Regions from separate parts of the Mus musculus genome. Here all the other regions are linked to region 3. The links are chromatin contacts, called in public promoter capture Hi-C maps. All regions are on one chromosome and are shown on one strand. The core of a region is the stretch at or near the end of the contact, and the rest is flanking DNA. Distances in the headings are between cores, read along the strand shown. Region 1 overlaps Iqsec2 (IQ motif and Sec7 domain 2). Region 2 overlaps Tspyl2 (TSPY-like 2). Region 3 holds the start of Fgd1 (FYVE, RhoGEF and PH domain containing 1).

Region 1 (2,998 bases), core at 226-2,725, 1.1 Mb before region 3:
TGACTCATCCCTAGGGCTGCTAATTAAAGCCAGGACAGAGGGGACAGAGGCAAGGGGAGGGAAAGAGAGGGAAGGCAAGTTTATTTTGGTGCTAACCAGGCACTCAGCCAGCTTAGGGGTCACCCACTTCCGGGGGCTGGGCCAAGCAGAGGCAGGAGAACCCAGAGAGGAAGGGGAGAAGAGGAACCATTTGCCCTAACTCATCTCTCTGGAGCTTCCAGAAAAGTTCCTCCTTTGGGAAAATTACCCAGTCCCCCTCCGTCCTTCCTTCTGTCTTGTTATCAGAAGCCAGATCAATCCCTCCAGACTCTTGTTCTTACACACTGGCCATCTACCTTGTCACATTCTAAAACTAACTCATCTTTGCCCGTAGCAACCCTAGACTTAGTGCTCCCTGTAGGCAGGGGTCCCCCAATTACCTCTTTCTTTGTCACCCCTCATCAAAAACAGATTGTCCAACCCAGGAAATGAATTTTTCCATGCTTCAGGAAAGTAATCAGGCTAAATTCACAACACTGTGGTAATTACCAATCTGATGATCTAGATTCTCACCTTAATTTTTACCGCAGGGCAAATTAACTTAGCTTTCTAAGCCTTAGAATCTTGGTTTGTAAAATAACACGTATATATATAGGCTTTAAGAATATAGTGAAGACAAACTAGAGACTACGTATAAAGTATCCAGCCATCGTTTGGTAGGGCTGCTGCTGCTCAAGAGGAAAAATCGCACCTGCACCCGAGGCTAGGGCAGAAGGAATGATACAGAGACAAGTTCTAAACCTGGACCACCACAGGGCATCAGAAAGACCTTAGACAAGTCCCAGGAGCTTACCCAACAGTCTTATGTAAAGTGGGGAATCACAATATGTCACCATAAATGTACCTGCCAAATATCATGTGGAGAGCCCAGCTCTTAGAAATAGCTCAATAAATTGCACCAGTGATCACAAATGGGGGGGTTATCAGACCTTTGACATCCGTGAAGCTTAGGATGGAGGAAGCAGTCCGGGTGGATGGGGGGCAGGCTTCCCACACTGTACAGGATGGGAATTGCTTCCCCTTCCCAGACAGAGAGCATGTTACAGGCAGTAAGTGAAAAAGGCTGCAAGCACAGGAAGCAGTAGTTGGGCAGGGTGGGTAGCCAGGCAGAGCTGAACAGGAAGCATATGGGAGGGGAGGCCTGGACATAGCTGGGGCGGCTCTGGGGAATGGTTACAGTATCTCAGATATGTGAATGGGGGAGCCAAGGAAGGATTGTAAGGTTTTAGTCATCCTAGGAGGTCAAAACAAGGAAGAATCTTCAAAATACCTAAACCAAAATTTCAGTGGGACAGATAGGGACACTGAGGCCCAGAGTGGGAGGCCTCCTCTGGGAACAAAGCCAGCCATTGCTCCTCCTCCCACTTCTCCAGACACCAGTGGCTTCTGTTGCCATGGGGATGTCCCTGGCTCAGAGGGTGTCAGTGGCTCCCCTACCCCCTCCCTCCTTCCCTAGCAACAGGCCACCTCTTGCTTTTATCATTGCATGCCTAGCAACCTCAGCCTGGTCCCCAGGGCCATGGAGTTCCAGCCTGACCTCTTACAGCCATGATTTCCTCTGGGACATCTGGAACTCCCTTACCTTCTGCTGATGGGATCAGTCTAGCCCCTCCTGTCTGATTGCTTTTAACAAACTTGTCCACATTTTGCAGCATGACTCTATATCATACAGTTACGAGTTAGTCTAAGGGAGGCTGTAGCGCAGTTGGTTGCACTGATATTTGATGTTGAGCATAGGGTTACTTCAACTTCCCTCAATTCAGTGAAATCAGAACCATTTTATAAAAGAGAAACAAAGGACCAGAGTATTTAAGTGATGGCAAAAGTCAGATAGCTAGGAAGCAGGCTATGCTGATAGCTTTGTGATCTTTAGGTATGGCCAGTTGTAATCTGGACTTTGCTTAAGGTGCCTTTAGGTCTGACAATTTCTGTTGCATATACAGGAAACCCAGGTATCCATCTTGGCCCCTTGCCCCACTGTCAGTTGTTCAGTTTTAATTACACTCTTGTACTGAATTCCTAAAGCCTGGGCCCCAACATGGGTAGTTTGCAGTCTACCTGCCATGTTCTCTCCTTGCTATTCAGTTTTTTACACTAGCTGAGGCCTATTTGTCTTCTTCCTGCATTTTTCCCCACCACTCAATTCTTCTCCAGTCATACATGTGCCCTTGTATGTTCACACTCGTGAATGCAGATGCTTACTGGATGAAGAAACTTGGGGTTTACAAGAGACAAACCAATTTGCCCAGTCAAATAGCTAGAAAGCAACCTAGCCTCAAATGGAGCCCTTAGCCTGGATCCAAAGTTTCTCCCTGTTTTCTGTGCCACAAAGCCTACTTTCCTTAGCTTCTCGTGCAACTCGGAGGCCGCCTACACCCCAAAATAGCTATAAGTGATGCAACCGCAAAATTATGAACTCATTTAAAACAATATGAGATTGGTTGTGTGTGTGCATGCATGTGTGAACATGTGTGTATATGTGCATGTGTGGGTAGATGGTATGCATGCATGTGGGTACAGAAGGACATGTATATGTGATGTGTGTGTATATATGTGTGTGCATGTGTATGTATGCATGTGTGTGTGTATGTGTGTGTGCTTGCGTGTGTGTGTGTGTGTGTGTGTGTGTGTGTGAAGGCCAGAGCCTGAAAATAGGTGTCTTCTTCAATTTTTTTTTTTTCTGTTTTAAGATGGGGCCTCTCGCTGATTTGTCAGGATGGCTGGCCAGTGAGCTCCAGGAATCTGTCTCCTTAGCACTGTGATCACCAGATCACGCCATCATGCTTAGCTTTTTATATGGCTTCTGGGCATCAACAGAGGTCTCATGCTTACATAGCACGCACTTTACCAAATGAGCCTTCTCCCCAGCTGAGATTTTTTTTGCATTGTTTTGTAAACATCTGTTTACATGGTTCCCCTGTGTGAAGTTTGTAGATGACATCATGTCATAAAGTCAAAA
Region 2 (3,267 bases), core at 8-2,507, 1.3 Mb before region 3:
TCTGACACCATCTCTTTTCTCCAAAAATTGGAGGCAGAGCTGCCTAGCTCTGGAGTGGAGTGGGGATGGGGAACAAGACTGAAGAAGGCAGACTACAGCCTATGTTTGGGTCACACTAGGTGCAAAAAGTAATAAGTAAAAAGCCAAGGCCTCACTCAGAAACAGAAGCACTTTGAGGAGTGTGGGAGCAGGAGAAAGGGGAATGTATCAGTTTTGATCTGACAAAGATGAATGCCCTGCTGTCTTGCCTCCCTCCCTCCCTCCCTCTTCTAACCTTGGATATGAGCACAATCTCAATGGCACTTTATCTCCCCTTCCTCCCTGTCCCAAACAGAGGCACTGGTGACTAGTGGTCCCCAGCCCTCAAAAGCCACAGCCATTTTGTTCTGTTCACTTTTCAAGGGGTATCCAACTACCTTCCCCTGTGTCCTCCTCTCTCCTTCACAGCCAGCCAGCTAAGTGAGGACAGCTATGAAGATGAGCGAATCTATGGGGAGGAAAGAAGTGAGGTGAACTCCGAAGATTCTGATATTCAGGAAGTGCTGCCGGTCCCAAAAGCTTGGGCCAGCCTGGGGAAGAAAGGGAAAATCGGATAAACATCTTGCCCTCTAGGGGCTCTCTATATATACCCCTATGCCCTCTCCCATTTGCCCTCCTCTTCAGCTAGGGCTGTGCGGCCCCATATTGCACTTCTGGGGGGAGACAGACTTATTACACGGGTTTAAAGTTTATTTTTATGGTTTAGTAATTGCAGAGTTCTTATTTGGAGGAGGGACCACGCTCCCCTTCGGCCCTCCTCCACTGCAGGCTTCTGTGTGCTGCTAATCTTATTTATTGTGATGCCTTGGTCAGGGCCCCTCTAGCCCCCTTCTCGTGAGCTTAGGCCCAAGCCCCTCTCTCCGTGCTGCGTGGACATCCTATCTCTAAGCGAGAAGGGCCGCTGTGACCTTCGTCACAATTGCACTGTGGCCTCAGACTCTGCTACCCCTTCTCCAGAGTTACTCTGCAACTCCTTTCTTCCCTTCAACAGCCCTGACTGCTAGCCCGCCTCAGTGTCTTTGCAAGGCAGCTTCGCCTTTGTGGGATTCCTGCTCCCCAGAAGCCCCGCCCCTTTCCCCGTGACCCTCAACGAGCCTAATAAAACTGAGCAAATTCAAAGTGCCTCTTGGAGTCTTTTGTCCGCCTGGGTGCGCCGTCGCTAAGCCTGGAGGAGCCGCCCCAGCACCATGGTTGTACCAAACGTTTTCACTGGCGGAGTGGAGCTCCGCGAGACTGCAGAAGCATTGCGTCAAAGCAATGCGGGCCATCCTAGCCAATGACTGGACAGGTTGAGGGGGCGCCCCCCCCCCAGCACCCACGCTCCGAGACCGAAGAAACCCAGCTAGGAAGAAAAGAGCATCCCACGCCTTTCCTATGGCGCATGCGCAGACAGATCCTGCGGCCTAGACCATCTATTTGGTGATTCATCTATTCATTTACAGTGCGTCAAACCATCTTTTCAAGCTTAGTTCGAGCTGGGTTAGAGGAGCTATTTTTCTTTTTTTGTTTTTTCCTTCTTTTTTTTATTGGACATTTTCTTCATTTGCATTTCAAATGCTATCCCAAAAGTCCCCTATACCCTCCCACCCCCAGCCCCGCTACCCCGCCCTGCTCCCCTACCCACCCACTCCCACTTCTTGGCCCTGGCATTCCCCTATACTGGGGCATATAAAGTATGCAATACAAGGGGCCTCTCTTCCCAAAGATGGCCAATTAGGCCACCTTCTGCTACATAAGCAGCTAGAGACACGAGCTCTAGGGGTACTGGTTAGTTTATATTGTTGTTCCACCTACAGGGTTGCAGACCCCTTCAGCTCCTTGGGTGCTTTCTCTAGCTTCTCCATTGGGGGCCCTGTGTTCCATCCTATAGATGACTGTGAGCATCCACTTCTATATTTGCCAGGCACTGGCAAAGCCTCACAGGAGACAGCTATATCAGGGTCCTTTCAGCAAAATCTTGCTGGTGTATGCAATAGTGTCTGCATTTGGTGGCTGATTATGGGATGGACCCCAGGGTGGGGCAGTCTATGGATGGTCCATCCTTTCATCTTAGCTCTAAACTTTGTCTCTGTAACTCCTTCCATGGATATTTTATTCCCTATTCTAGGGAGGAATGAAGTATCCACGAGTTGTTCTTCCTTCTTGATTTTCTTGTGTTTTGGAAATTGTATCTTGGGTATTCTAGGTTTCTGGGCTAATATCCACTTATCAAGTGAGTGCATATCAAGTGACTTCTTTTGTGATTGGGTTACCTCACTCAAGACGATATCCTCCAGATACATCCATTTGCCCAAGAATTTCATAATTTCATGGTTTTTAATAGCTGAGTAGTACTCCATTGTGTAAATGTGCCACATTTTCTGTATCCATTCCTCTGTTGAGGGACATCTGGGTTCTTTCCAGCCTCTGGCTATTATAAATAGGGCTGCTATGAACATAGTGGAGCATGTGTCCTTATTACCAGTTGGAACATCTTCTGGGTTTATGCCCAGGAGAGGTATTGCTGGATCTTCCAGTAGTACTATGTCCAGTTTTCTGAGGAACCGTCAGGCTGATTTCCAGAGTACAAGCTTGCAATCCCACCAACAATGGAGGAGTGTTCCTCTTTCTCCACATCCACGCCAGCATCTGCTGTCACCTGAATTTTTGATCCTAGCCATTCTGACTGGTGTGAGGTGGAATCTCAGGGTTGTTTGGATTTGCATTTCCCTGATGATTAAGGATGTTGAACATTTTTTCAAGTGCTTCTCAGGGACTGGGGATTTAGCTCAGTGGTAGAGCGCTTGCCTAACAAGCACAAGGCCCTGGGTTCGGTCCTCTGCTCCAGAAAAAGAAAAAAAAGAAAATCAAGTGCTTCTCAGCCCTTCGGTATTCCTCGGTTGAGAATTTTTTATCTCTGTACCCCATTTTTAATGGGGTTATTTGAATTTCTGGAGTTCAGCTTCTTGAGCTCTTTGTATATGTTGGATATTAGTCCCCTATCAGATTTAGGACTGGTAAAAATTCTTTCCCAATCTGTTGGTGGCCTTTTTCTCTTATTGACAGTGTCTTTTGCCTTACAGAAGCTTTGCAATTTTATGAGGTCCCATTTGTCGATTCTTGATCTTACAATACAGGCCATTGCTGTTCTGTTTAGGAATTTTTCCCCTGTGCCCATATCTTCAAGGGTTTTCCCCACTTTCTCCTCTATAAATTTTAGTATCTCTGGTTTTATGTGGAGGTCTTTGA
Region 3 (3,215 bases), core at 396-2,895:
TCCAAACAATCTCCTGGCCCAGCAGCTCTCCCTTCTGACCTCTCTGTCCTATTCCTTCGTACCAGCAGCGCCTTCAGCCCCTTCCTCCAGGCTCAGCTCCACCTTTCTCTCTCATCAATACCCCCTACCTCTTCCTCCCCTTGTCCTGTGGCCACACACACCTAGCAGAAGCACAATCTAGGATCAGTCCACCATCTCCCTCTCTCTTTTGCTCATACTTTCGGGCTACTGAGTCGTATAAGGGGAAATCACATAAGGAGAAAGCTTGCATTACTCTCCAGCTTCAGTTTGGGGAAGCGGGAAGACCACAGATTTTGGACTCTGATCTGTTTTTAAATCCAGGCACCATAATGACAGTGTGACCTTGGACAAGTTACTTCTCAAAGCCTCAGTCTGCACCCCTAAAAATGTAATTGATGATATCCACTTCACAGATGGCTCCTGAAGCTGAAACAAAAACCCTTGTAAAAGTACCCAGTTCAGTGCCATGCACAAATGTAGTCACTTAGCTAATGGGAGACTTCTTTTCTCCTATTCCAACCACATCCCCATTGCTGCCCTGAAATCCTGCCCCCTTTTCTTGGAGTGCTTCCTCTCCTGTTAGCCTCAACAGTTAGAAGAGAAAGGAGTCTTAAGGCTTGAGGGCGCAAGGGACAGATAAGAGCAAGGGGCAAAGGCTGAAAGGACTGGACCGAATACTGCAGGAGGTGGGGGTAGGGGTTGAGGGGACCCAAGGGGCTAGGGTGAGCATGTCGGCTCCAAGTCCTAGAACAAGAACCCGTTCCCGGTACCAGGCCCGTGGCCCAGGTTCCCATGCTGTCTGGATCACTCACCAGGCCGAGGCTGCGAGCCCTCCAGGTGGTAGGAGAAGCGCAGGGCCCGGTGGTGCTGAGGACTAGGGCCGCAGGGTAAGACCCGGGAGCTTGGAGGCGCTCCCAGGCTGGCATCCGAGGGTCCAACAAACTGAGGATCCAAAGGGCCTCCAAGAGCCGTGCCTGAGCCCCTGCTCACCGGCAGCCCGGGTTCCAAGGCTCCAGGGTCCGAGTCGGCACAGGCCAGCGGAGCGGCACCGGGGGTATTTGCCGCTGAGCGTTCGGGATCCGAAGGCCCAGGGCCCCCCGGGACTCGGTGGCCATGCATGGTCCGGGCCTGGGCGCGGGGCCCGGGCTCCCCGCTTGGCTCCAGTTCCTGGGGCGGAGGCGCGGGCGGAGAAGGCCCGGCGCCCGGCGGAGCAGCGGCCTCAGGCTCGGGGGGCGGGGCTGCGGGCTCAGCCCCACTGCGGAGACTCGAGCCCCCGACCCGGGCTCCGGCCAGCAGCCGTGGCGGCAGCAGCAGCAGCAGCCGCGGCCACCGCCGTTGCCGCGCCAGGCATCGCCAGCCCTGGCCCCAAGCGGGGAGTGGGCTCGGCGGGGCCGGGGGCCCGCTGGGGAGCGCTGTCTATGCGGCTGCGGCTAGGCGAGGGTCGGGGGCTGCGCTAGGCACGAGCTCTCCTAATAGATGACCAGTCACTTCCGTAGCCGGGGGCGAGCGGCCAGCCGGATCCCACCGAGGGGGGTCTCTTTCTCCCGGAATGAGAATCGACCTGGGTTCTCTGGGCTAGTCGGGAAGGGTTCTTCCTCCCGCCGCAGCGGAGGCTGGGGGCGGAGGAGAGGGGAGGGGGAGAGGAGAGGAAGGAGGGAAGAGAGGACGGCCGCGGCCGGGAGGCGCGCGTGTGCGCCGCGCTCTCCGGCTGCGAGGCTTGCCTTCGGGCAGTCCTCCGGAACGATGCTCCAGCCGTGCGGGCGGAGGACCGGGCTGGACCGGGCTTCTCCGCCTTCGTCCTGGGTCTGCACCGCGGCAGGCGGGAAGAGCCCTGGGAACTGGGGGATGGGGAGGCGCGAGCCGTTGCTGAGACAGCCGCAGCCACCGCGGCGCTGAGACCCAGTTATTGGAGCCCCGCCCCCTCGTCGGGATTTGAGCTTGGCCACGCCCCCTCGCTAGGGCCAGTTTCACCTCTAACTGCTAGGAGCTTAAGGCCCTCCTTCTGCTGGCCCTTCAGCTTTCCTTCCCATCCTTCCTTGGTCCCACAGAGGCGAGTCTCTGGGCCCAATTTCCGAAATCGACCCTTCCGTCGCATCTCATGCCTTCTTCCGCTCTCCCATCACACTCTTTCCCAGAAGCCTTTCCACATGTCCCAGAGTTAAGCTAGGCTTGGCACGTAGCGATCCTTTAGTACTTATTTTCTCAGACCAGATCTCATGGCCCTTTACTTTTCCACTCTTTTTGTCGCGGTCCCTTGTTTTGTCCGTTACCCGGCTGGCAGCAACCCAAAACTGAACCAGTCCAACTGTTTGCCTTTTTTTCCATGCTTGTGCCCAGGCAGCTGAACACTACTGGGTAACACTACAATTTTCCACATTTGTGTCATGATAAACCCTCATTTCCCAGCTTCTACAAGTCCCTCAGAACTGACCCGACACCCTACTAGTAGTCAACTTTCTTTTCTGTTTCACCCCCATTGCCTAGATAACTCTCATCCATGGTGGCCATATCAAATCTAGTCTCCCCAAGATCTTGATTTGTGCCCCCAACTCCGTCCCACGGTACTTAGCTGATAAGCCCATGTCCTACTTACATGGAGTGAACAGAAGACGCCAGAAGAAAGGTCTGGAATTCTTAGCAACAGACCTCTGAGTTCGTTCCGAGTCCCTTCGCTCTGGGCTTTAAACAGTCAGGTATCTTCTCCCATCTAAAAAAACAAGCACCAAAAGTTATCTCTCTTCTCTTTTTACAGATGACTCAAGACTTGCTCATAGTCAAGTGTCCCATTTCCTACCTCCCACTTATCTTTAACCCTGCTACAACTCACCTCTACTACTTCTTCCAAGCTATTTTTCTTATCAAGGTCTTCCATAGCTTACGTTACTAAACCGAAAAGAATCTCTTTAGAGGTCATCCTACTTGGACTTGCTAGCATTCAGGTAGCACCAGTGACCTCTCCCTTCTCCTGAAATTGCTTCCCTATGACATATCATGCTTATTTTTCTCCTTTTTCCTTTTCAGTTTCCTCCTCGTCTTAGTAGTGTTCTTGGGAGCTTTGGCCTGAGCTCTGTCTTCCCACGCACTCTCTCTGGTCTTTCCCTCAATATCTCATTTGCTTCTATGGCTTCAATTATTACTTCTTTGATAGTTACTCTAAAATACTTCAAATCAAAACATTTTTCCTGGCCCAGACA

The links. Promoter capture Hi-C pulls out the DNA fragments that hold promoters and counts their contacts.
Region 1: a promoter capture Hi-C map of pre-B cells shows a contact between it and region 3, with 2.4 times the contacts expected there. The contact joins the enhancer-like site here to the promoter of Fgd1 in region 3. A contact is called at or near these places in 9 of 39 promoter capture datasets (3T3-L1-derived adipocytes, the C10 cell line, the HPC-7 cell line and 5 more).
Region 2: a promoter capture Hi-C map of liver shows a contact between it and region 3, with 5 times the contacts expected there. The contact joins the enhancer-like site here to the promoter of Fgd1 in region 3. A contact is called at or near these places in 5 of 39 promoter capture datasets (the 3T3-L1 cell line, HPC-7-derived erythroid cells, liver and 1 more) and 1 of 115 datasets of contacts at active chromatin or transcription factors (astrocytes).

Annotation. Positions count from the first base shown.
Region 1 is chrX:152,169,703-152,172,700 of GRCm38.p6, reverse strand. All of the region lies in intron 2 of Iqsec2 (IQ motif and Sec7 domain 2), which reads right to left. Among named protein-coding and RNA genes, the nearest start is that of Iqsec2, 27 kb to the right of the region's middle. Within about 2 kb of position 1,475, at least 134 of the 459 cell types and tissues checked have an H3K27ac peak or open chromatin away from gene starts, as enhancers often do. A contact at or near this core is called in the HPC-7 cell line, liver and pre-B cells, where this site is marked.
Region 2 is chrX:152,334,746-152,338,012 of GRCm38.p6, reverse strand. It overlaps Tspyl2 (TSPY-like 2), which reads left to right. Exons shown (of 7, transcript NM_029836.4): 7 at 448-1,162. The coding sequence ends at 596. Among named protein-coding and RNA genes, the nearest start is that of Tspyl2, 6.1 kb to the left of the region's middle. Within about 2 kb of position 1,257, at least 323 of the 459 cell types and tissues checked have an H3K27ac peak or open chromatin away from gene starts, as enhancers often do.
Region 3 is chrX:151,045,600-151,048,814 of GRCm38.p6, reverse strand. It overlaps Fgd1 (FYVE, RhoGEF and PH domain containing 1), which reads right to left and starts at 1,645. Exons shown (of 18, transcript NM_008001.4): 1 at 834-1,645. The coding sequence starts at 1,140. Gm46690 (a long non-coding RNA gene) reads left to right here and starts at 2,723. Exons shown (of 2, transcript XR_001782846.2): 1 at 2,723-3,215.